3 separate regions of the Mus musculus genome follow, and all the other regions are linked to region 2. The links are chromatin contacts, called in public HiChIP or PLAC-seq maps. All regions are on one chromosome and are shown on one strand. The core of a region is the stretch at or near the end of the contact, and the rest is flanking DNA. Distances in the headings are between cores, read along the strand shown. Region 1 has its middle 10 kb from the start of Ccdc121. Region 2 overlaps Tmem63a (transmembrane protein 63a). Region 3 overlaps Gm39713 (a long non-coding RNA gene).

Region 1 (2,700 bases), core at 68-2,567, 570 kb after region 2:
TAATAATCCTATCGCTTGCTTTTGAGTTGTAATTTTTAAAGGGCATGACACACATTATCTCATTTGCTCAATGGATACTATTATAAGCAGGCAGAGCGAGTGATAGCATTTAATAGAGTTGGGAAAGGAAGTTGAGTTATTTTCCTTTAAGGCTTTCAGAAGGAGTGATTCAACTCAACATCATTGGCTGATGTTTGAGGAGGAAAAAAAAAAGAGTAGAATGTGAGAATCTCTTTTGTGAGATTCTAGAAAAAAATCCTAGTTTACTTTCCTACTCCTTCTAATTATCTTTAATTATGAGCAGATGGTCTTGTTTCCTGAGTCACAAACTATAAAGCCCACTTATAGTAGGCGGGGCTATCTTTCAAAGTAATAAATCAAACCCACTAACAGTAACATGATAGCATTAACCTACTAACACTAACATGATGGTATTAACCCACTAACAGTAACATGAAAGTGGCAAATCCATCTGTGTTCTTGTCTGTGCCATGGGCGCCTATATTGTTAAGATGGACTCCCACTCTAGCATCATCCCTCTGAGACATGCTTGACACAAAGTAGGGCTAATGCTGGAAGAAGGTCTGTACTGGGATCCAATGTCGCTGTCTCTGCTTTGGGGTGTCAAAAGCTATCACAAAACTACAATTCCAGGAAGAAAATGGAGGAAAAGAAAATAGCAGTAGAAACTGAGATAAGAGTATATACCCTGCTCTTCAGCGTATACTCTTATCTCCCGCTCTGGCCAGGAGGTCTGGTGCTCTGCTGAGGAGCCACCTCTCGTCCCACATAGTTCTAGTTGGATGGATGGCGCTTCCAAGGATAGGAAGTTGTTTCCAGGTGCCCATGTGACCTCTGCCTGACCAGTGAGTACCCTTACTCTCTCCAGCCACGGTGATTGGCTCTGGGCTGCATATGAGACTTCCATTTCTCGAACCATCAGAACAGAGAGGTGATGCCTCTGATAGGGATGCTAAAGGGTGGATATGGACCAGATGAGGCAGGAGGTCAACACACTGTTGATCAGTTCTGTCTGAATAAGGCATGGATTGAAGAGAAGAGAGCTGGCTGTGGGTTTGGTCTGGATGCCCTAGTTTGAGTCCCTGAGTGTAGTCTTATCTAACATCAGGTCTGTTCCTTGGGACGGTTTCAGATTTGTAAGCTAATACTTTGGCAATATGCTAGCAAGTCTCTCTCTTTCAAGTCAATTGGAGTTCTATTTCTGTTTCTTATTTGCTTTAGTGACTCAGAATCCTGACCAAAGCATGCAGCTCAGGGTGGTGTGGGAGAAGGTTATTTGAGACTTGGAAAAGAGAGGCTGAGAAGTTGTTTTGGTTTTGATGTCAAAGCATCCAGGAGGAAAGAGAGATTAGAATCTGCACTAGGCTTAAGAGGATGACGTGGGTGGCAAGTGCGGAGGCAGCAGCAGCAATTGATACAGTTTAACAATTCATGGAGACACTGTTGGCTGCCACTGCAGGTGGGCACCGTGCTTTGAGGGGTGTGCAGGCATGGTTAATGAAGAGACGTGGCTGCTGCCGTCAATTGGAAATCAAACACAAAGCGTAATTGCTGTTGCTTTGCCTGTATCCGAGGAGCATTCTGCTACAGTCAGGGTGTAAGGCGTGCCAGTGGGATATGAACACAGGTAGACATTGTACAGAGCCTCATGACTCACTTCCCTGTGCCTTCCTTAAGAGGGGTGGAGAGAGGTGGAGCTAGCAAGCAGCAACAACCAAACTAATTTCCCTTAACCAGAGTCTTCACCCTGGGGTTCATAGCTTATGTTTACGCTTTAGACTCTCAAGCCCCTTGGCGATTATGCGCAGAAATTGCACTTAATCTGTCTGCAGAGAGGGTCCAGTTTGGAGAACAAAAAGAGTTTATTGGACCTGAGCTAGCCACCTGAGCCATGTTGGCCAGGTAGCTGCTGCCTTGTGTAAATTTAAGGCACAAGAATAAACAACTTCCCATCAGTCTCTGAGCGAGACAGCCCTGGGGAGCAGAGCCCCAGGATCTGAGAGGAACAAACAAGACCCCAGGACACAAGGTCTCAGAGACAGATCGCACAGCTCCCTGGGTCACAGCATGGTGGCAGGGCTGGGTTCAGGTGGTGGGTGATGCTATGAAGTCTTATTGTGTCCCTTCCTGCCTGCCGTCTGTGATAGGCGGCTAGGTGTTTGCTGGGCACTATAACCTCTGTTGTTGTTGTTGTTTAAGCTGTAGTTGGTGTCAATTATTTGTAAATGAGAGTCTGGAAGGTATTCCAGAAAAAGAGAAGCTACACCTATTGTTCTGAGTCCCTTTCAGCAGCGAGTCTCCATGATCCTTTGACTGACAGGAGAATTTTATGGTTTATTATCAAGGATTTTTTAGGATGTCAAAATGGTGCAGAGTGAAGCACATTATACCCTAATTCTAAAGCCCCCGTGATGTTTGTCAGTTTAGAGACTTCATTGCAACAGTTTGAATGGAAAAAAAATAATTTTTAAGGCGCCTTCATTGTTAATGTGAGCCACTAATAATGTTTCTTTTTAAAATAATTTCAGGCTTCAGTCACATGGCACAAAGAATTCTCTCATGTGCCCTCCACTTAGACTTCCGCCCTTGTTTAATCATCCTGTCTGTGTTCACATGAACCCCACACACGCCTGTGCACACGGCTACTTCGGAAACGCTTGGGAATGCGTATTGGCCACC
Region 2 (2,700 bases), core at 97-2,596:
CCCCTCCGAGAAGGGGGTGTCCCCCCATTACAGTTTTTTTATTTTATATGTATGGGTGTTTTGCATGCATGCATGTCTGTACCACATGCGTGCTTGGTGCTGGCAGAGGCCACAAGAGGGTGTCGGGTCCTCTGGAACTGAAGTTACGGATGGTTGTGAGTCACCATGTGGGTGCTGGGAATTGAACCCAGGTCCTTTGGAAAAGCAGCCAGTACTCAACCACAGAGCCTTCTCTCCAGCCCCATATGTAAGTGTTTTGAGGGGGGTTCATTCCAATAATGAGGCTTGCAAGTATTTTTCCTTAACAACTTCGTGGGGGGGCATGGGTGACTTGTCCCCCTGCTCCCTCGTGTCCCTGTGTCCACTATTTCTCAGGCTGTTTCTCTGGAATGAAGCCCCTATAACCTTTCATTCCAGTCACTGTGGTAGGATAAAATGCAGCATTACGCATTGATTTGGATGTACTAGGAAATGTACTATAAACAGGTGTAAACACTCTGAAGTTCCTGTAGGTGGACCAGTTTAGTGCTGAGGTTGGAAGGTGTGCACATAGCTATGGTCCCTTGATACCCTGGCCCTGGGGTGTGCACATAGCTATGGTCCCTCTGTGCATAGCCCATACAACACAGAGTTTTATGCCATATGGGCTTATGGGCAGTGCCCCATACAACACAGAGTTTTATGCCATATGGGCTTATGGGCAGTGCTTCCATATGTTTTTTGAAGTAGTGTATATTTGCTGCCACAACTGAGAGTCAATAGCTTTGATCAAATACTGGACATGTATATTCAACCCTTTTTAATTTCAGAATTATTTATCTTTTTTTTTTTTTTTTCCTTTTGTGCCTACAGTGAGGCCAGGTTCCAGAGACTGTCCTCTTCCTCCTCAGGGCAACAAGACTTTGAAAACGAGCTGGTTGGTATCCAATGGATGGTGGTTTTGTGACGCGAAGGGCCGAGGGTGCAGCTTGGTAGCAATGATTGATTGAGGTCTAGGCGGTTGCACTCCTGGTTTAGTGACTAACAGCACTGTGATCTGTGAGAGGTCAGCTCTGGGGAAAGCTCCCCTCCATATGAATGGAAACATGAGGACTTGGAAGTGTCTAGAAGGAGACAGTGGTTAAATGATCCCTCCCTGCAAGGCTCCATTGACTTTCCAGGCAGAACAGGCTGTGGATCTCCTGGGCTTTGGCAGCAACTTGTCTCTTACTGTTATGGTTCTTGTACAAGAGTTAATTATTGACGTGTCTGCTAGATTTTGAGCCAAATGTGGGCAGGGATCCTGCCTCATATAGCCTTGTCCCCAGCACTAGATATCTGGTAGGTACTTAGTCAGCTGTTGACTGAGTGATGAGCAAATATTTGTCTTTCCCAACTGGTAACAGGCTAGCTTTATGGAGCAGTAGGACCTGAGAGGTCATGGAACCTACACACATTTCTTTCCCTCCCTAAGGCCTATGCTGGGTGCTTTCTAATGCATTAGACTGGTTCCTGTTGTGTCTTTTTTTTAAAACCCCACCTGCCACGGGGTTGTGCCTTGCAAAGAATAAGAGTTAGGGGGGGTCAACTCACCAAATGTGTGAAGGAAAATCCTGTTCTACACAGATCCAAGAGGAATGGTGATTTGATCTCAAAGATGTGATTGTATCTGCCTCCCAAAGACATGGGTGCTGGATGCTAATACCTGTTCTCTGTCTCCAGGGATGCTGTCCTTGGCTGACGGCCATCTTCCGCCTGCAGTGAGTAAGATGGGGGTGTCTGTTGGAGCATGTGGCTTCGTGTGAGGGCTTTGCCATTCAGGAGGAAGTAGCTGAGATGTTAGATTCTGAAGTGGTATCTCTCATACTTTTCCGGTTGAGGACCTAAACGGTGTATAAGGTCTAGAACAAAGATGACTGGGAAGTCTCTGTAGTCAGGGCCCAGGGAAAGAAGGAGGCCTTCTGCGTATACAGTCCTACGGGGGCTCAGACATCCCCAAACTGCAGTTGGATTTCAAAGGTTCTTGAATCTAGTGATAAACATTTGAATCCAATCAAGGTGGCTGTCCGAGTATGGGATTGAACCCAGGGCTTCCTGCATAGGAGGTACAGTAGGCTAGATCCCCAGGCCTTAGTTAAACGAATTTAATTTCCCCACTTACTCGTTCTGATGCATATAAACCCGTCTAGCAGAGTTCCTATCCCTATCTAACCAATGTGACATATCAAATAGAACAATTCCTGTCTAAAGCAAAACAAAACAAACGCCCCTCCAAAACAAAACAACAAAACTCTAATTAGATTATATAATATTATAAAAGAAAAGGCCATTGTAGAGTTAGTGAAATGGGCTTGGGGATTCTCAGTTCCTCTCTCAGGGCCTCAGTTTCTCCACCTGATTTGTGTGGGAGTTTGGTGGGAGTTGTCCCCGAGATTGCTGGTGGGAGGCAGGGTCACACGGAGAAGCCAGGGAACTTCCTGAAGCCGAGGAAGCAGGTGGGCGTGAGCCTGGCTTGCTTGGAAGTGGAAAGATGTTAGCCTCACAGTGCATCCTGAAATGAATCACTGAGCAAGCATGATGCTCGCTGCCTTGTCCGTGAGCACCCTTGGGAGTCGGATGTGCTTTAACTCATTGCATCCCGGAGCTCTGCTGGCTGTTTGAGGTGGGAAGTGGACAGTCAGTTCTGAACCTATTGGGGTACTGTGTGACACACCAGTGCTG
Region 3 (2,700 bases), core at 181-2,680, 650 kb before region 2:
TCCAGCTAAGCCTGATGCATGTTCGGGTTGAGCCCTGTACTTTTAGTAAGAACTCTGTAAAGGACATATGCAAAGATCTAGACGTTTATTGACAAAGTCTCATCTGAACTTACACTATTAGGCTACACTAGAGACTATGTAATGCCTTCAAGTGCTCTACACTATAAATGTTATAACTAAGAAAGGCTGGTTATAATTACACTCCACAGAGTCAGGTATATAGGGCTGTAACCTATAATCCCAGCACTTAAGAGGCAGGAAGATCACCCTCAAGTTCAAGGTCAGCCTGGTCTACATAGCGAGTTCCAGATCAGTCAGGACTACCTAGTAAGGCCCTATTCCAAAAACAGAAAGATTCCCTTCCACCTTTGCCTTTCAGTCTTATATATAAGACAATCAGTGGGGCTGTAGCTCAATGCTAGAGACCTCCCTTGCATGTATCAAGCCCTAGGTCCAATCCTCAGGCCGGAAAAACAAGCTATATAGACAATTAGGACAGGAGACAGACCCATGTCTCAGAATTGTCCCAAATGTCGGTGGAAAGGAGTCACACATTTTGCACAGGAGACGGGAAGAGTCTGAAAGCACACACCACCCGGTCTACAAATCTAGCCCTGCCTCTTTACACAGTCATTGACGAAAGACGGACTGTGTGGTAAACGGCTGCTGGTCCACAGGAACCAGCCTGGTCTGCAGGGACTACTCTACAAAGTCTTTGATGAGACATTCAAAATTTTTTCTCTGTGGATCCTGTGGCCTGCAAGGTGGCTTTCCTGGCCATGGTGGGCATGATGGGGTAGACAGGGAATGTTTGATGGGGGAGGCAGGCAGCACAGCCTTGTGCTCTAAGGACAAGCTTTCCCAAGAGGAATGTAACATGAATGCTGTTCTAGTCACACCCAAATCCTGGGCAAAGGTTCCCTGCTGTGAAAACTGCAGCAAATCGTCTCCCAAAGGGCAGCCACCAAGACCGGAGTATCGGAGTATCACTGCTGTCCCTGCTCCAGGGGAACAAGAGGACTTCCTTCTTACTTTCTTCACACCCAGAAATGACACAGCCACATCTCTCTGTCGTGCCTATGGTTCCAGCGACTCTAGAGACCAGCCCTAGAGATCAGAGCCCCTTCAAGGCGTCCCTTCAAGTCTCACAAAGGCAGCTCCTGACTTCACTGGACAGCGAGGACTTTTGACTGCATGCTCTGTGGTTTCCTGTTCATCTCATCCATATGAAAGGTGGTGGCTTATCACAACAGCGTCAAGATGGGAAATACATTTTTATGCAAGCCAAGGCCAAAGCTGAGGAGCTGGGGGTGGGGGGCAGGGCTAAGGAGATGAGGGGGAATGGGAAGTTCAAGGCTGACACACTGCAGGCCAGAGAAGCAGCCTTCGCTCTTTTCCGGCCCTAAGAATAAAAACTCCCTGATAGGGCGGCGTTCTTCTTCCCTATTATGGACATGTGGTTTGGACCTGGAGAACAATTGTTCCCTATAAACAGAGGTGGGCAGCCCTGCTTTCCCTTCCTTTTCCTTTGAGAGTCATACAGGCTGATGTGGCCCTAGACACCCTCCAACTACAGATTACACTCTGTTTGAATTAATAAAACCTTGTTGGGTTTATTGCTGGTTTTAGGGCTCAGTCCCTTATTTGGCTTTGAAAAAGGATACATCTCTGCTGATTCATAGCTCCCCTATTGTACTGGACACATGAAGGATATAAGGACACCCGGAGCCTGGGAACAAGGGGACAAAAGAATCAAATGACAAAGTGAAGGGGTGGAAGCCATTGATGCCACCCTGAGTCTGTCCCTGTGTGCCTAAGCACAAATGCTCATTAAATGACACTTCTGTTGATAAGAAGGGGCTTCTGGGGGCTGGGAGTTTATCCAGGTACACGGTGTTAATGTAGAGAGAGGTCCACGGATGATGGGGGGGGGCTTTGTAGTCACATAAGGATGGGCTAAACTAACCAGCTCTTTGTGTACCCCAAGGATCACTGTCCCCTCTGAACCTCAGCTTCCTTACTTGCAAAGCCAGATGAAGAACACAGAGGAAAGGGGTGGCCAGTGGAACACAGCAGTGCAGGGAGGGGGCCTTTGGGGGAGACTGGCTGGCAAGCCAGCAAGTGACCCCTTAGGGTCACAGCTAACCAGGCAGAGGCACCACGGGTTAGATTCAGTCACTACGGGTAGTACCGGCTTTGTAATCTGATTTCACACTCTATCAGAACACCCTGTTTTCAATAGGTTAATTAATGTTAGTCTGACTCATAGATGAGAGACTACCCTGTCACTGATGCAAATGAGACATTTTGGCCTCTGGAAAACCCTGTGCTCTGAGCACTCTTAGTTGATGGGGAAGCACGGAGGAAATGTGGTTGAGAATCAGTGAGACTAGATGGTGCTAATTAAATGAGATGGTCTATTAGCTGCTTACGTCACAGTTCTCTTCCCTATACATCACACCAAACAACTTTCCTTTCCTGTTGTTGAGTGTCCGTTCATTCACTTTCCCCTTCTATGCATACTTCTTAACAATGCTCAAATTTTTAATCTAGAATCGTGGGCACACTCACTGACCCATAGGTATCTATGAGACAAGTGCCACTTGCAAGTTCTGTTCTTCTCTAGCTATAATAATAATAATAATAATAATAATAATAATAATAATAAAAGATACTTATCCCATACCCCAGACAAACCAT

What was found. HiChIP or PLAC-seq counts read pairs in DNA pulled down with a chosen protein or histone mark.
Region 1: a contact with region 2 is called in a FOXA1 HiChIP or PLAC-seq map of pancreatic cancer cells. The contact joins two enhancer-like sites. A contact is called at or near these places in 1 of 39 promoter capture datasets (pre-B cells), 1 of 115 datasets of contacts at active chromatin or transcription factors (pancreatic cancer cells) and 1 of 9 other capture datasets (embryonic stem cells).
Region 3: an HNF4G HiChIP or PLAC-seq map of pancreatic cancer cells shows a contact between it and region 2. The contact joins two enhancer-like sites. A contact is called at or near these places in 2 of 39 promoter capture datasets (both in the C10 cell line), 1 of 115 datasets of contacts at active chromatin or transcription factors (pancreatic cancer cells) and 1 of 9 other capture datasets (pancreatic islet).

The regions. Positions count from the first base shown.
Region 1 is chr1:181,520,229-181,522,928 of GRCm38.p6, forward strand. No RefSeq gene overlaps it. Among named protein-coding and RNA genes, the nearest start is that of Ccdc121, 10 kb to the left of the region's middle. Within about 2 kb of position 1,318, at least 47 of the 459 cell types and tissues checked have an H3K27ac peak or open chromatin away from gene starts, as enhancers often do. A contact at or near this core is called in pancreatic cancer cells, where this site is marked.
Region 2 is chr1:180,951,280-180,953,979 of GRCm38.p6, forward strand. Tmem63a (transmembrane protein 63a) reads left to right here. Exons shown (of 23, transcript NM_144794.2): 4 at 853-916; 5 at 1,702-1,739. Among named protein-coding and RNA genes, the nearest start is that of Tmem63a, 10 kb to the left of the region's middle. Within about 2 kb of position 1,347, at least 43 of the 459 cell types and tissues checked have an H3K27ac peak or open chromatin away from gene starts, as enhancers often do. A contact at or near this core is called in pancreatic cancer cells, where this site is marked.
Region 3 is chr1:180,301,526-180,304,225 of GRCm38.p6, forward strand. It overlaps Gm39713 (a long non-coding RNA gene), which reads right to left. Exons shown (of 4, transcript XR_865777.2): 4 at 1,677-1,729. Among named protein-coding and RNA genes, the nearest start is that of Gm39713, 6.2 kb to the right of the region's middle. Within about 2 kb of position 1,431, at least 74 of the 459 cell types and tissues checked have an H3K27ac peak or open chromatin away from gene starts, as enhancers often do. A contact at or near this core is called in pancreatic cancer cells, where this site is marked.